Regions from separate parts of the Pan troglodytes genome. Here region 1 is linked to region 2. Evidence: chromatin contacts called from public capture Hi-C data. All regions are on one chromosome and are shown on one strand. Each heading gives the region's core, a stretch centred on a gene start, on an enhancer-like site or on the middle of the called end of the contact. The rest is flanking DNA. Distances are from core to core; before and after follow the strand shown. Region 1 overlaps TTC28 (tetratricopeptide repeat domain 28). Region 2 overlaps PITPNB (phosphatidylinositol transfer protein beta).

The links. Capture Hi-C pulls out chosen DNA fragments and counts their contacts.
Region 1: a contact with region 2 is called in a capture Hi-C map of stem cell-derived neural stem cells, with 4 times the contacts expected there. The contact joins two enhancer-like sites. A contact is called at or near these places in 5 of 7 Hi-C or Micro-C datasets (blood, induced pluripotent stem cells, a lymphoblastoid cell line and 1 more) and 1 of 1 other capture datasets (stem cell-derived neural stem cells).

What each region holds. Positions count from the first base shown.
Region 1 is chr23:30,168,078-30,171,387 of NHGRI_mPanTro3-v2.0_pri, forward strand. TTC28 (tetratricopeptide repeat domain 28) reads right to left here. Exons shown (of 22, transcript XM_009438072.5): 14 at 1,700-1,844. Among named protein-coding and RNA genes, the nearest start is that of PITPNB, 96 kb to the left of the region's middle. Within about 2 kb of position 1,909, at least 4 of the 24 cell types and tissues checked have an H3K27ac peak or open chromatin away from gene starts, as enhancers often do. A contact at or near this core is called in stem cell-derived neural stem cells, where this site is marked.
Region 2 is chr23:30,041,154-30,044,131 of NHGRI_mPanTro3-v2.0_pri, forward strand. The region is part of intron 7 of PITPNB (phosphatidylinositol transfer protein beta); the gene reads right to left. Among named protein-coding and RNA genes, the nearest start is that of PITPNB, 31 kb to the right of the region's middle. Within about 2 kb of position 1,363, at least 2 of the 24 cell types and tissues checked have an H3K27ac peak or open chromatin away from gene starts, as enhancers often do. A contact at or near this core is called in stem cell-derived neural stem cells, where this site is marked.

The sequences.
Region 1 (3,310 bases), core at 659-3,158, 130 kb after region 2:
TCAGGGGCTTTATGCACCTGTATGTTTTTTTTGAGATACGGTTCAGTTCTGTCACCTAGGCTGGAGTGCAGTGGTACAATCATGGCTCATTGCAACCTCGATCTCCCAGGCTTAAGCGATCCTCATACCTCAGCCTCCCGAGTAGCTGGGACTACAGTTGTGCACAATCATGCCTGGCTAATTTTTGTATTTTTTGTAGAGACGAGGTCTCGCTATGTTGCCCAGGCTAGTCTCGAACTCCTGGGCTCAAGTGATCTGCCCGGCTTGGCCTCCCAAAGTGCTGGGATTACAGTCAAGAGCCACTGTGCCTGGCCAGGTGCTTTACACATTTGTCTAACCTGCTCTAACCTGTTGCATTGGGTGTTACCATCCTCATTTTCTAATGAGGAAACAGATACTCCAGGAGGGGAAGCAGCTTTGCCATTGTCACCCAGCCAGAAAAGGGCAGTGCCAGATGCAAATCCAGCTCTGCTGGTTCCCAAAGGCTCTGTGCTTTCCACCACACCCTGTCCCCAAGCCAGAGAACATCCAGAGGGCACTGGCAGGTAGCGCAGCCTCCTGACAAATATTAGGCAAGACACATCCTTGGAAGGCCAGGCAGGGAAAGGTATAGGCATTTTCTGGGGACAAAGAAATCATTGTGCAGATGTGGTTTCCCGGGGATACATTTCTCCTCCGTCATTTGGCTGGAGCAGAAGAGAGAGCTGCTGAAGGCCACTCCAACAGCTGTGAGACAAATCTCCCACCTGGCTGCAGACTGCTGGGAAGAAGGGGCCATGCATCCTGGCTAACAGCAGCCTGCTCGCCTGCTGCAGGCTCCCTGGGCTTTCCTAACAGTCTACGCAAAGGCATCTGATGGGCTCACCATTGGGATTTGCGAAGATCCTGAGCCCTCCAGCACTCTCTGCTCAGTCAGAGGGCTGTGTTTGAATTAAAAAGTGATGTGCAAAGACCAGGGCAGGTGAATACACACCACAGAAAACCTGTCTGTGGCAGATTATGCAAGGGTGTCTTTAACATTAGACTCTATGGTGGAGTCAGTGATTCCCAACAATATCTGAGGCTGAGGGCAAGAGGGAGGTGGGAATTGATTCTCTGAGACTCCATCTCACCAGAAAGCATAGCCCTGGCTCGAAGTTGCTCAGACAAGATTCTAGGATGAGAGGTGGGGAGGTGGAGAAGCATTCATTCCCAGTAGGGTGTGGGCGCAAGGTGCAAAGAAGCCCTCTGGGAAGGGCACAGCCACGGCCACATCCCCGAGGCATCTGCTAGGTGGGAAAGGGCAGCCTCGGCCTCACACTGATGCACGGCCCCTACTGACAACTGCTTAGAGGTGCACCTGCGCCTCCCTGAGCCGCACCATCACTCTGTTGGGCAGGCTGGGAAGGGAGCATCATTTCATTTTGTACATGAGGTCACTGAGGCTGAATGTACCCGGCTTGTAGGGAGCAGAGCTAGGGCTTGAACCCAGATTTGCAACTTAAAGCTCAAGGCCTCATCCACTACCAACCAACCAAGTCTGTGCTCCACCTTATTTTTCCAATGCTCACTGAGAAGCTGGACAGAGCGGACTTGTGTTCTGGAAAGCCTCCGGTTGTCTCGGGAGCCCATTTTGGTGTCAGAGGGATACATGTGGGCGCTGACTGGTAAGCGATGTGTTCTGATGCGGAGGAGCCTTGTGCCCCCAGGAGGTGCTTACCCCTTCCATGGGCGCGATGAGCAGGTCATACAGGGCACGGAGCGGGGGCTTGGCAAACGAGCTCTGCCTCCTGGGAAGAGAGGAGGTCCCGTCCTGGGTCGGTGACACAGTGTTACTGAACAGGCTCGTCATGCTCTGGCAGCTCCTGGGGAGGGAAGGGCCGAGGGATCAATCAGGGCCACTCAGACAGGCAAAGGCTCACCCTGGCCCTCCAAGCCATGCCCCTGTATGGAAGGCAGGCTGAGGCTTCACAGCAGCACCCCCGGCAGCCTCCCTCCCAGCTCCGTTCCCTTCTCTTCCCTTTCAGGTAATTTTCACACTACGGTGAGCACTGTCAGAAACCGCAGGGTAAACCAGCTGCACACAACAGCTTACATTTCTATGGAGTTTTTCTACATAATCAAATGTCCCTAAGTGCTGTTCAAAGGATTTAATTACATCCTGTGTGGAGCAATTGTGTGCAGGCAAACGTGAGGACCATTAGGAATCAGCGACAGCCACCAAGCCGATGAGGACAGTGCCCCAATGCCAATTAAGGTACCAAGGGGGCTGCAAACAGGACAAAGAGCATGTTGGCCCCCACCTTGGGCTCAGAGCAACTGCTGAGCACCCACCTGAGCCCCAGCACGGGCTCTGTGGCAAGGCAGTAGAAACCCCTGGCCCCATGGCCTCATTGGGAAGATGCTATGACCAGGCAGCAGCTGCAGAGTGGGTCGGTTTGAGTATGGCTGTATAGTTTTGTTTCGCTTTTAAATTTCTGTTCCAATGTTTCCAGGCATAGTTTTATTAATACAGAAGCATTTTCAACCCCAAGGACCCCAAGCTTCATACTTCCAACATGGGATGAGAGCATTCACTGATTCATTCATTCACTCATTCATTTGGAAAATTTTCCCCAAGCACTGGCTGTCTGCCAGGCACTGGTATAATCTCTGGGAACCTACAGAGGACAAAATGCACAAGTGAGCAGAAGAGATACAGGGAGGGGAAACGAGTCCATTTCCAATGCAGCAACAAGGCTGCCCACGTGCATCCTCTCAGCACCTGCCCTGTGGCCTGGCCACTGTGGCCGCAGCACAGCCATCAGTGACATTCTGTGCCTGATTACTGGACAGACAGTGATTTTTTTTTTTAAACAGACAAGGTATCATCCTTCCTGTAGGAGATAGCTTAAAAAAAAAAAAAAAAAGACAAATTGTTGCTCTGTGACCCAGGCTGGAGTGCAGTGGTGCAAACATAGCTCACTGCAGCCTCAACCTCCTGGGCCCAAGTGCTCCTCCTGCCTCAGCCTCCTGAGGAGTTGGGTCCACAGTTATGTACCACAACACCTAGCTAATTTGTAAATTTTTTTTTTTGTAGAGATGGGGTCTCACTGTGTTACCCAGGCTGGTCTTGAACTCCTGGGCTCAAGCAATCCTCCCACCTTGGCCTCCTAAAGTGTTGGGATTACAGACGTGAGACACCACACCCCACCATCAGTGATCTCTTAACCTCGATTTAGACACTGTGCATAGTTTAAGAGTTTCTGCTACATACTCTAGGACTCTTAAGGGCAAAGACCATGCCTTAAACCAGATACACTGCTGAGGTTCAGTAGGTACTCTGGCTACT
Region 2 (2,978 bases), core at 113-2,612:
CTACTCTGTGACCCTAGGTCACACTGACAGATTTTTAAAACAAATCCTTGTTCCTAGAGTTATTGTGATGATGTCACCCTCCAATTATGTAAACATGTCAAAGCATCCACTCAAGTATTCACTTATGCCATGAGTCAAATCCCATCTCTTCTCTGCATGGTGAAGTATAGTTCATAAACACTACCAAAGACAGCAAATCTACAAGAGTGGTATACAAGCCACCTGACAACCTAGCTGAGAGAGTTAAATCTTAAGAGTAATCAACAATCACTCTGAATTAAAATATTTGGGGCTGCATTTGTATTAAATTCACCTGCAGTGACAGAAAGCCCCCACCAGGTGGAGTTTCAAATTCTTGGTTTCTTGCACTCCCAACTATTTCACGTTTGTCCTGACTCTGAGGACTTCACTCAAATTTAATAATGCAGCTGTTTTCTTTCTTTTTAAAAGCAAGTAATATGAAAGAAACTCAACCATTTAACTTTTTTTTAAAATTAGCTCACTCAAGAAAAACCAGAAGTCATTAAATACAGAATGAAAAATCACTGATTAAATCAGACTGAGACAAAAATCTCCAGGAGTCAAGGTGCCACAAGTACAAACTTTGAGGATCACTATACCTTCAGAAGGTCTTCCTAATTTTCTTTTTCCAAATCACCACCAACACATTCATTTAAGGGAGAAAAGGTCAAATCATGAAATTTTAAATTGGGTAAGACTATAGACAGTGATTTACCTGACTTCTGGATATTCACAACTGCATAGGTAACCAGATTCTGCATGTGAGGTGTTACCACTAAACACAGGCACATTAGAGGAATATGAATCCCCAGTAGTCACACGATCTCCCATTCAGAAGGTGCTGCCCTTTGGTCATAAAAATAGTGTTGAGAAAAACGCAGGTTCTAGCTACAGCCTCCTAGTACAGGCCCAGACATGATGGTGGTCTTGTGAAAGGGGATCATTCCCTGTTTACAAAGCAAGAGAGTCAGGTTCCCAGCTGAGCTGCAGGGTAAGAGCTGGGGCTGACTGAAGGGGTAGGATCTGGATCTGGCCATTCAACCATCCAACCTGAGCCTCCACAAGCTGTCCTCTGGTCCCCGGAACAAGACAGACTCAGCAAATCTAGGAAGGAGATTCTGCTCCAATATCCCCACCCACCCCACCTCCCCAGGTCTAACAGACGACCCAATCCATGGGGTGCAGCCCCACCCCCACTCAATCCCACACCCACTTACTGGCCTATTCATAGTTACTAAGCTCTCAATTCTAGTGTCACTCCAATCCTTAAAGAGCAAGTTTTAGGCACTAAACATTGACTGCTGGTATGGCAGATGCATCCTAAAGTAAACCCCTCCCTGCCATAAGTCACCCTCATGTAATTCCCTCCTGTTAAGTGCAAGGAGAACCGCTAACCTGCTTCTAAGCCACAGACTGTGGCAAAGGTAATGGGAGGCCATTCCCTTAATTAATCAAACTTATCAGGTCACATTACCCAGCCACTAAATATGTAGTGATCTCTTATGCAGCAACAGAAACCATACAGTTGGTGAGAGGAGTTTATCCCCTGATCCACTGCACACATCTCTGTCAGACCTCAACTCTTCCATCCCATTCCTGTCCTAAGGGAAATCACTATTAATGGCATCTTATGCATTCTTCTTGATAGTCCATACATAACTAAGCAAACTATTTTTCTCCCTTTTAATATAACAAATGGAAGCATATTATACATACTTCTTTGTCTTTCTCCCTCCAGGTTGTCTTGAAAAGGATTCTCCATCAGTACAAATAGAGCTCACTCCCTTTTAATGATTGCACTGAACTCCATCACATGAGTGTGCCATAATGATTTTAATCAGTTCCCGATTGATAAAGAAACACTTAAGACTTCTGATCCTAGGTTTATACACCTGTCACTTTACAGTGGGTAGAGTTAATTCCTAGAAGCAGAATTTTGCTGGGTCAACAGGCTATGTACACTTGTAATTCTGCTAGACTAGCACCAGTTCCACTAATTTATATTCCCACAGACAATGTATGGGAGTGCCTGCTTCCTCATCCCTTGCCAACCCAGGTGTTATCAAAAGGACATCAAATTGATTTTGTATTCCAGTACAAACTCTTGGCTCATAGTGTTTAGTTTCATCATTATTCTCAAGCTCATCAGGTTCATCTGACCGATATTTATGAAGGGCCTACTCTGTAAAAAGGGAACAGGTTGCTAAACAAAGAGAACAAAACACACCAATGAAATGAGCAAAAGCTTCTGAAATTCAGCAGAGAGGAAAACTGATTTCAACTTGAAAGAAATCTCCCTGGAGGAGGCAAGCTCCGACCTACCTAGATCCTGAAGGACATGTCAACTTTGGACAGAGAAAGGAGTCCCAGAAAGGAGGTGAGAACAAGCAGTGTGTTGGAACAGGAAAGCATAGGGTATGGTCCGTGGCACAGCAGTGTGAGGAGAGGAAGAGAATGCTCAAGTGGCAGCTCGAAGAGTGACTGCCCTGGCAAGGCCTGAGCTAGGGAAGAATCAGTCAGCTGATCTGAGAATTGGGATTTCCACTTTAGGCATTAGCTAAGTGATCATGAGAAATACTAGCTTACCTGGGCTTCAGGAGGTTAGCCCTGAAACCAAAATTTCTGTAGCTGCAGAACTGTGTGTTCAAAGTAAATCTTACAGTCAAGACTAACGACAAGCAAGCACAACTGCGCTGGGAGAGGGAACAGGAAGGAACTCAGCCCCTTATTCTAGTCGCTCCATCCTGATAACCTGAGGGAGGAGGGGGCAAGAAACTCTTAGGATTATGTGAAGCACAGTCTAAATGCAAGGAGGCCTAGGTAGCTAAGGTTCCCTTCAGCTCGAAAAACTACTCCAATTCAATGTCAGATGGTACACCTGTACCTTCATTTCTATTCTGCTTGCCTATGATTCATTTATTAACAGGAATTCACCGAGTACCTACTATATTTCAGAC